2 separate regions of the Mus musculus genome follow, and region 1 is linked to region 2. The links are chromatin contacts, called in public promoter capture Hi-C maps. All regions are on one chromosome and are shown on one strand. The core of a region is the stretch at or near the end of the contact, and the rest is flanking DNA. Distances in the headings are between cores, read along the strand shown.

Region 1 (4,597 bases), core at 879-3,378, 2.1 Mb after region 2:
TACTGTCTCCTGAGTGACTCCACTCCTGCCAGTTAGAAAATCATCACCAACCTTCTCCAAGTGCAAGAACACACAAAGGATGTCATTTGTATGGCACTTGGAGGCCAGTGGTTACTGAGATGGTTGGCCAAGAAGGGCATATAAGCAATAGGGTCAAATATCTGTTCCCTTTCACTAGCACAATGACAACACACAGCTGAAAGGTCTGCAAAGACTGACTGTGTGGCTTAATCCCATGTCCAGAAAGCAGAGAGTTGGTATTCCATGTGACCCTACAGCACATGCTTGAAGGCTCTTTTGGATAGAGAAGGGGATGATGGTGGGAGGTACAACTGTTGACTCACTAAACTAATTTAAAGATGCTTTGAACTAAAAACGGACTAATGGAACTTTAAGTACCCAGTCATTTCTGGGTATCTGAAGAATATCAGTTGATATCTGAAGATGCCAAATCTTCAAGTGTTCAGTTAACTTATGTAAAATAACTTAATATTTGATCTAACCAATATAAGTGCCCCTGTGAACTTTAAATGGTTTAGAGATGTGTAAATACCCAGCACAATGTAAAAGCTAGATAAATGATCCCTATTAGCATGCTGTTTAGAAAACAAGAAAGGGGAAAGAGTCTATGCAGTCCAGATTGGGCTCAAACTCTCATTTCTCTGCGTCAGCCTCCTGGGTCCTGGGATTACAGGTATACAGCAACACATCTCAGTTCTCCTTCAATGTTTTCTATCAGATTTTGATTTCTGCTTCATGTTGACTAAAAGTAAAATCCATGTATGAGATGGTATGGGGAGACATGCAGGTATAGGAAGCCAAATAAACTTGGTATATGGAGCCAAGAGTGCCCCAAACACACCCTTTCTGCGTGATGACACAAGCCATATCGGATACAATTACTCAGAGCAGCCTTGAAACACTAGGACACACCCCATGTAAACGGATAACAGCAATCATCCCACAAGCCCCAGCGCCACAGTCCCTGATCACACATACTTTTACCCAAGGTTACTTGATATATTAGATCCAACACCCAACTCCTAAGCCACTGGAGGAAGGAAATGAGCAGCCTCTGGAAAAGACCTATTACAATCAATTGCCTCCCAAGCAGTCAGAAAAATAAGTGCCAAACCTCGCCCAGTTTTCCCTCACTCAGTGTTTCTGACACCATATGAATACTAGCTGTCCATATTTCTGATCCTAATGTGGAGAAAAGACCTAACCTAACGGGAGGAAAGGAGGAAGACCAGGCATGTATCTCAGTAGGAAAGAACTTGCTCAGCATTACAAGGCTCTGGGTCCATCAAAAAGAGGAGGGAGGAAAAAACAAGTTCACATGCCAAGTGCTTCTGGCACAGAAACTGTCAAAAACTTTGCCCATGATTTTCTCCTAACCTGACAGATATCAAATTTGTGAGTTTAGTAGGAGGGAAAACAAACAAACAAACAAACAAACAAAACCCAAAGATCTGGAATTGTTTCTCACAAGTATTTATGTTTGTGGGCCTCCGGGGTGCTTAAGATTTGTCACAAACTTCCCAGCACAGCCTGGGCAGCGCCCCTGGGAGATTCAGGCACACTGGACAGGAAAGGGTCTGAGCACCCAGCCCTTGGTCTCTCTCCCCCACCTCCCAGATCCCAACGCCCGTCCTAGTGCGTCACCAGCCTGCGTCTCTGGAGTCTCCAGGTTCACTCCGGATCGAAGGACATACGTGATCACCTGTAGCCCCGGGGCCCCGCGCAGCAGCCAGGCCGGCTCCGCGCAGCCCCCATCCCTCGCTAGCCGTCGCCTCCAAGGACTCTGGCAGATCTGGGAGGGCGGCGATGTCACCAGATGGCTGGGATCACAAGGCGACTCACTTGGCTGCGTCACGGCCCGCTGAAGCCGCTGTGCAGCAGAGGGAACCCGAGTCAGGTCCACAGGGCTCTCGCCGCGCGCCACACCCGCCTGCGTCCCCAGCTCCCCACCCCCACCCCGCCACCCCACCCCCGCCTCAGCCCACCGAAGAGCATACCCTAGATTCTCCTAGATTCTCGATTTCCGGACTGGTAGCAAGCAGAGAAGAGATGAGGAGGCCCCAACCGCGCCCGAGGCCTTAAATACTTATGGGGGGCGGAGAGTCGGGAGGAGTCTGAAGGCCAGGGTGCGGCCGCTCCCGAGTAGGAAAAGGAAGAGAGTAAGTAAGGCCAGGTGAGTGCCTGCGGACCCACAATCTAGCCTATCCTCTGGCTCTTGGCCACTTTGCCTCAGATTGGGCAGCTGATCTTTCTGGTACTTTCTGGATGCTTTGGCTACCTCCACTTAGCGATGCCAGAAGTGTGCCAGCACTTAGTGGATGGACATACTTGTGACAAAGCAGATCATAAGTTTAAAGTGAGAAAGGAAGAAAAGACTTTTAACTACTGGGGCTGGAGGTAGAGATCTTATTCAGCAGGCACAGAAAAATAAAGAAAGGTGGTCAGTGCCTGTGTCCCAGTGTAGCCTTCTCAGCTTTGGGTAAGCCTTTCCCAGCCATGAAAAGGATGAGCAGTATTCCCAGCCTTCAGCAGGCTAAACAGACCTTATCAACCTGGACACAGACATCTGTCTTGGCTGCAATTGCAGGTACCCATGGGAACTTTAAGGTTTTTGCGCTGACCTTGCTGCTACAACATACTCAAGCTGAAGAAGTGGATGGATTTTGTGGGTTTTTTTTTTCCTTTATAAACACAAAGCTTATTATCAAACTTTGAGCCTTGATCAGAACCTTTGTCTTAGCTTCATCCTTCTCTCACCCCTTTACCTTATTTCTAGCCCCCGTTTCAGGTAAACCCAGTTCAACCATGGCTGCTAGATGGCTACAGATGGACTTGAAAACTGGGGTGGGGGTGAAGGGGGGACTACTGAGAAGTGCTGTCTTGGGTGGAGCGCCACAGAAAACAGAAGAAAAGTGAAAGTATCCATGAAGCACTGTAAGCAACATGCAGCATTAATGCTAGTGCTAGCCATAAATTTTATTTTTTGAAACTGCTGCTGTAAAAAAGTGCTTTCAGGAGGATACAGGCTAGGCTGAAGAAGTGTTGGCCCGACATGGGCTTCGCCTAAGGTGTGGCTGCATAATGGGGCGAGGGAATTCTAAATAGGCATTTGTCCACAGCCAGGAGCTGCTCCAGGTGAAAGGAGTAGGATTTAAAATAAAATAAAAAGAGTAAAAAACAAAAAACAACAACAACCAAAACAGATGTTAGAAAAATTCTTAGCTCAAGTACATTTATGTTGTCCTTAATTCCCAGAAATAGGAATGGTAAATATATAAGTAAAAGAATTAGTCACGTTGAAGAGAAATTGGGAAAGTTAGAAAAGCAGGGCGCTGGAGAACAACTATCGGTAGCTACCACTGTGCCTCTTCTCTCTTTGGCAGAATTCCCAGAAGGAGATAAAGAGTGAGGCCTTGAACACGAGAGAGAGAAAAAGAGAATAGGTTTCAGAAATGGAGTTGTCCCCTGTCCAGGACGCTTTAGCACAAGAGAAGGAAAATAGATATAAGATATTTCAGAGCTCTCCTAGGGACAGGAAGAAATTGGTCCTGCTTCCTCTCTGGCTCCTGTTGGAGATATACTTAGTTCTGGTTAGGATATCTGGGTCCCTTTGAAACATCAAGTTCTATTCCCTCTCTGTCTATCGTCTGTGCACCATTTATCCATATGTCTGTCTACTTATGTTTGTTTTTGTTTTGTTGTTTGAATGATTGTTGTTCTGTGTTTCATGTTGGAAAAAAAAGGTTAAAACTTTATCTGCTGGCTGTCCATCCTTTGATTTAATTTAACTTGTTTAAAAGGCAGTCTCAATTTGCATAGCAGAAACTGATAAGCTACACTGCACTGTTCCTGGGAGTCAAGCACAGCTGGAAAAGCCCTACTAGAGGCTGATTATCTACACAAGTCACTCTTAAAGGGACCAACAGCTTTTTGCTTGTAACAGAAAGTCAGCTTAAAATTGGCAACTCAGGGTTGGAGTCATTCTAAATGACACTTGGCATGAACCAACCCAGGAAAACAGATCTTTAAAGATACTTCTAAATTGGGATAATATTTTATGTAATTCTTATCCTAGAAACTAGACTTATAGAGGATAGTATTTAAGACAATGTCTCTTTAATATGTATTAAAAGTTGCACTGTCATGCATTCATATATAAGAACTGGCAGCCAAACTTTGTACGTGAAAGTAATGCTCTTGGTATTGACTTTAAAGAGAATGGTGGTTTAAAACAAGGTTTTGTTTTACAAAATTATGGGCATGCTCTAATATTACAAAAGAAAATTTAAAATATAGTTAAACTGCCAATGTTCCATTAGCTACAGTTTACAATTCAATCACAAGATCAAGATGTTAACTCATCCATAATTGTGATTAAGAAAAAAATCAAGCAAGTGGAGACGAATAAAGGATATTATAAAATAGTAGCTTTGAAGGATTGTTTCTTTACTATTCCTTTGCATCCTCAGGATTGTGAAAGATTTGCTTTGTGTTCCTTCTATTAATTATAAAGAGCCAATGAAAAGGTATCAGTGGATAGTTATTCCTCAAGGCATGGCTAACAGTCCTACATTAT
Region 2 (4,977 bases), core at 2,176-4,675:
AAGGGAATTCTCTAAATAATTGAAAGACACCTCCAAAGGGACTTTGCCCTACTTGTCTGTCGTGGTAGCCTCGTGGGAAGTTTCCCATACACACTGCTGGGACAGTTGTCGCCGGCCCAGGCCCACTTCATCTTCCAGCTGGGAAAGCCACCTCTACTGACACCAGCCCCCTGGGGAGCCGTGGAGGGTTGTACCATCTCGGGTACAACTAGTCCTGACCCTCGATGCACACGCAGGGGCTTCCAAAGGCTAAACACCGAACCAAGAGAATAAAACTACTGCAAATGGGCAGAGGAATCTTAGGCCTGACATGAGTGGGGTCTGGGGGGGGGGGGGGTGTACCGCCTAGGGAACACAAGTCGATCTGTTTCACACCCTGCGGGAGTGAATTTCTGAAAGCGTCTCTCCATCCAATCTTTACTCCCTTAACTAGAAATCGGAAAATAGCTTTTCCAGGTTCTGGTGACCAGCCTCGGTGTTGCTGGCCCTTGGCCCCACTCCCCATTCCTGTGGTGTCACCACGTCCCCAATCCGGGCATTCCAGAAGCTCTCCGCCACAGCCCGCTTCCCGGTGCTTTTGTGCAGGAGGGGCCCACAGAGGCACAGAGGCCTCTTTTTTTTTTTTTTTTTAAACCGTTACCGTGACGTCATACCTCTTTCTCAAAGCTAAGATCCCTTCCTTGGGCCTGGGGAATTGTAACCTCTCCAGGAGGGTCAGAGAGGGGAACGAAGGTCGGCTGCGCCTCAGCCACCAGTTCACCAAACATTCATTACCGCTGTCGCTTGCGGGGACTTTCAAGCTGCAAGTACCCAAGGTGTCAAAAAAGATGCCCAAGGGGTCCTGCGGTATTTCTCCCAATCAAGTCACAGGTTGTCGGGGAGACGGCAAAGTGATTGCCCGGGGGACAACAGAAAGAGGGCATCCAAAACTTCAACACAAAAATGAAAACTTTAGCTTGTACCCCCCAAAGACTGCATCTTCACGTTCAAACAACAGCCAGTAACAACAATAAAACACCAAGCGCTTGAAATACAATCAAACCGTTCACTGGAGGCTTGCTTCCGAGTAAGCATATAAAAACCAAATGCAAATATCTTTTCCTGGCGATTATCCAGAGCCAAACCATGGAAAGTTGATCTTTGTAAAACTGAACACCCCCCCCACCCCCCCGCGTGCCAAATACGAATTTCACAATGTCAAATTTTATATCCAAAGCCAGGAGGGCAACAGAAAACACCACTGCTGTTTGATTTGTTATTTACAGAACAAACTGTTTACACTTCTAAGGACTGGGGGTTGGGGAGCAATTGGGGACTGGGGGAGGGCACGCAACACATTGTCTCTTACAGAACCCCGCCCGCTGGAATGTGGAAACCCCACAATCAGAAAACAAACAAGTTGCTAAAAGCTGCGAAGTTGCTAAAAGCTGCGATCATCCTACCACACAGCTGGTTGTGCACACACAGCTTAAGAACCAAATGCCAAGGTGTAGGGGACGATCACTTTCTAATTGTACTCCAGCTAGGGCCAGACCCAGGACTTAAAGCCACAGCGTCAGGAGCTGGTGAGGCCATTGGTGTGCTGGGCTAGAAGGAGACATGAATTTATATTTTAGGACGTGTAGCTTATACTCTCACCACATTCAAGAATCTTTAGGAACAACTGCTGACTCTGGTACTTCTCCCAGTCCAACAGTGTCCTTAGTCTTGCAAACATCTGGGAATAGAGGATCAAGTGAGCCCACATTGTGCTAGACCAGGATGCAAACTGCTTGCTTCCCTTTGAGAGAGAGAGAGAGAGAGAGAGAGAGAGAGAGAGAGAGAGAGAGAGAGAGTGTTGTGTTTGTGTGTGAATTCTAGAAACATGAGTCTTCTTTCCTTGATATAAATGCCCATTTTGAAATTACACACATGTATGTATTATGTATGTATGTGCGTATAAGCATATGTTCAAGCAAAACAGAGCTGTGCCTACTGCATAAATAAGCATCTTTATCTACTAAGGGAGAGGTGGTGGTGATGGTGTGTGTGTGTTAGTGAGGGAAAGAAGGTTCAAGTCGGTAAACCTTTTGACTCCCAGCAAGTCCTAGCGTTAAAGATTACCAGAAATCGGAGGAACCGAGGTGAAAAATATTCACAAACACTTTTTCACAGTGTTTCTCTCAAACCCATCTTCTAGCAAACGACCTGGTGCCCACTCTGTCAGATTTTTTTTTTCTGGACCAGTTGCTGAAATACAGGGTTGTTTTTCAGTCAGAGGGAGGCCTATCCTCTCAGATCCTCCAATACCGCCCCCCCACCCCCATCTCTACCCATCCTGTTCTAGTCACCCAGAGGCTGCAGCCTTGAGGTTTAATCACGGAATATCTAGGATCATTCGGGGCTTATCTCTTCAAAATCTTTAAGCCGCCTTGTAGGTGCAATTCTGAACACTTCCTCCAACTCAGACTCTGTGAGACAGCTGCCCTGGAATGGGTAGAGGCTGAGAGTGGCTGGGGGAAGCCTTAAGTTCTTGGGGATATTTACCTGACTCTGCTTCACCACAACTACTAATGTCACCGAGCTCTTTTGAACTTAACTGCCCCTACGAGCCAAAATGTACTGGTCAGGACAGAGGGGCAACGCATGGTTTGTCGAGGAAACTTCTGGAGTCCTCTTAGCCCGAACTCTCTAGCTCTTTTAAGCCCTGGAACGCCTGTGAACCCCGTGCTCCTCAATGTGGCCTACACATTCCATCAGCTTAACACACGTTTGAAGTTCCAAGTTTCTATCCCCTCCGCTTACTGCTAGCAGGGAGTGGGGCGAGGCACCGAAATACCATCTTCTTCCTCACTGGAACCCCGGCGGCTGTAACAGCCTTGGTAACCTAAAGTCGGACTGGAGAACCTGCCTGTGGAGAGCAAATGTGATGTTGGTGTGACCGGTGATAGCAGGGAGAGGGATATTCGGAAAGGAGAGGACAAGGGATGGGCGGAGGGCTGGAAAGGACGGAGAAACTCCCGGCGCTGGAGACAGCACGGTAGAGTAAGGACTGAGGCAGATCCTGTGTGACTCGAGGGCTCCGTGGAGGCCTGGGAACAGTGGACGCAGGAAGGGTCTCCGGGCCGGTGAGGACTCCGAAAGTCCGCAGACCGGGAGAACCGCAGAGTCTGGGAGTGAGTGGGTGGGTGCGGTGGGAGGACCGAGCGCGGGCTGCGGGCAGGGGCGCGGGCGCCGGGCCCGGGCAGCCGGCGCGCGTGTGGTCAGCCCCGCGGTCCTCCAGCCGCCAGGAGCGGGCCGGCAGAGCTCGGCCGCTGGCTCATTCACAGGCGTCTCTCGCCTCCCATTGGCTGCCGCCTCCGTAGTGGGGCGGGGCTCCCCTGCCCGGAAAAAAATGTAACTGCGTAAAAAAGTCCTCGCCTGGGTGACGGATGCTCAAAAGTTCAGAAGTTTTCCCAATGCTTCCTTAAGCGGCCGGCGCAAGAGACTGAGAAAAGGTGACGCGGGGGCCCGGGAAGGCGGCCGGCGCGCTGCCCCCGCCCCTGGTTATTTGGCCGCCTTAGCCAGCAGCCCCGAGCAGTGTCTCCTGGAAGGCGCAGGCAGTGGCGAGCAGGGCGCCTTATTTTTTTTATTTGTTTTTGTTTTTTTTTTTTTTTAATTTTTTTTTAACTTTTGTCTCTTTTTTTGCCCCGACTGCGCCTGGAAGTTGATCCGAACGTTCCTCCGAGGCGGCTTGCAGCGTCCTGGTCTGGCCCTCTCCGGGTGCAGCGACCCTCCCTCGCCGCCCGCGCGGGAACTGAGTGGGCTGCGAGGCGCCAGGCGAGCGCAGGGAGAGGCCGAGCGGCCCAGGGCGCAAGGAGGCGGCCGCGGCCGGGACAGACGCAGCGCGGAGGGGCCCGCGGTAGCTCGGCGCGGCCCGGACTCGGACTCGGCGGCCGGTGCGGCGCGGCCCGGCCCGAGCGAGGGTGGGGGGCGGCGGGCTGCGCCTGGCGGCGGCGAGCCGGGGCCATGCAGGCGCGCTACTCGGTGTCCAGCCCCAACTCCCTGGGAGTGGTGCCCTACCTCGGCGGCGAGCAGAGCTACTATCGCGCTGCCGCGGCGGCGGCCGGGGGCGGCTACACCGCCATGCCGGCCCCTATGAGCGTGTACTCGCACCCTGCTCACGCCGAGCAGTACCCGGGCAGCATGGCGCGCGCCTACGGGCCTTATACGCCGCAGCCGCAGCCCAAGGACATGGTGAAGCCGCCCTACAGCTACATCGCTCTTATCACCATGGCCATCCAGAATGCCCCGGACAAGAAGATCACTCTGAATGGCATCTACCAGTTCATCATGGACCGCTTCCCCTTCTATCGGGACAATAAGCAGGGCTGGCAGAACAGCATACGGCACAACCTCTCGCTCAACGAGTGCTTCGTCAAGGTGCCCCGCGACGACAAGAAGCCAGGCAAGGGCAGCTACTGGACGCTCGACCCGGACTCCTACAACATGTTCGAGAACGGCAGCTTCCTGCGGCGGCGGCGGCGCTTCAAGAAGAAGGACGCAGTGAAGGACAAGGAGGAGAAGGGCCGGCTGCACCTCCAAGAACCGCCACCGCCGCAGGCCGGCCGCCAGCCCGCGCCCGCGCCCCCGGAGCAGGCCGAGGGCTCCGCTCCCGGGCCACAGCCGCCGCCCGTGCGCATCCAGGACATCAAGACGGAGAACGGTACGTGTCCCTCGCCTCCCCAGCCCCTGTCCCCGGCTGCCGCCCTAGGCAGCGGCAGCGCCGCCACAGTGCCCAAAATCGAGAGCCCCGACAGCAGCAGCAGCAGCTTGTCGAGCGGGAGCAGCCCCCCGGGCAGCCTGCCGTCGGCGCGGCCGCTCAGCCTGGACGCTGCAGAACCCGCGCCGCCGCCACAGCCTGCGCCGCCGCCGCATCACAGCCAGGGCTTCAGCGTGGACAACATCATGACGTCGCTGCGGGGGTCGCCGCAGGGTTCGGCCGCTGAGCTCGGTTCC

What was found. Promoter capture Hi-C pulls out the DNA fragments that hold promoters and counts their contacts.
Region 1: a promoter capture Hi-C map of pre-B cells shows a contact between it and region 2, with 4 times the contacts expected there. The contact joins the promoter of 1110046J04Rik here to the promoter of Foxc1 in region 2. A contact is called at or near these places in 1 of 39 promoter capture datasets (pre-B cells) and 1 of 115 datasets of contacts at active chromatin or transcription factors (large pre-B cells).

Annotation. Positions count from the first base shown.
Region 1 is chr13:33,933,904-33,938,500 of GRCm38.p6, forward strand. It overlaps 1110046J04Rik (RIKEN cDNA 1110046J04 gene), which reads left to right and starts at 2,129. Exons shown (of 5, transcript NR_040707.1): 1 at 2,129-2,194. It overlaps Serpinb6a (serine (or cysteine) peptidase inhibitor, clade B, member 6a), which reads right to left and starts at 2,180. Exons shown (of 7, transcript NM_009254.3): 1 at 2,019-2,180.
Region 2 is chr13:31,803,221-31,808,197 of GRCm38.p6, forward strand. Foxc1 (forkhead box C1) reads left to right here and starts at 3,426. Exons shown (of 1, transcript NM_008592.2): 1 at 3,426-4,977. The coding sequence starts at 3,988.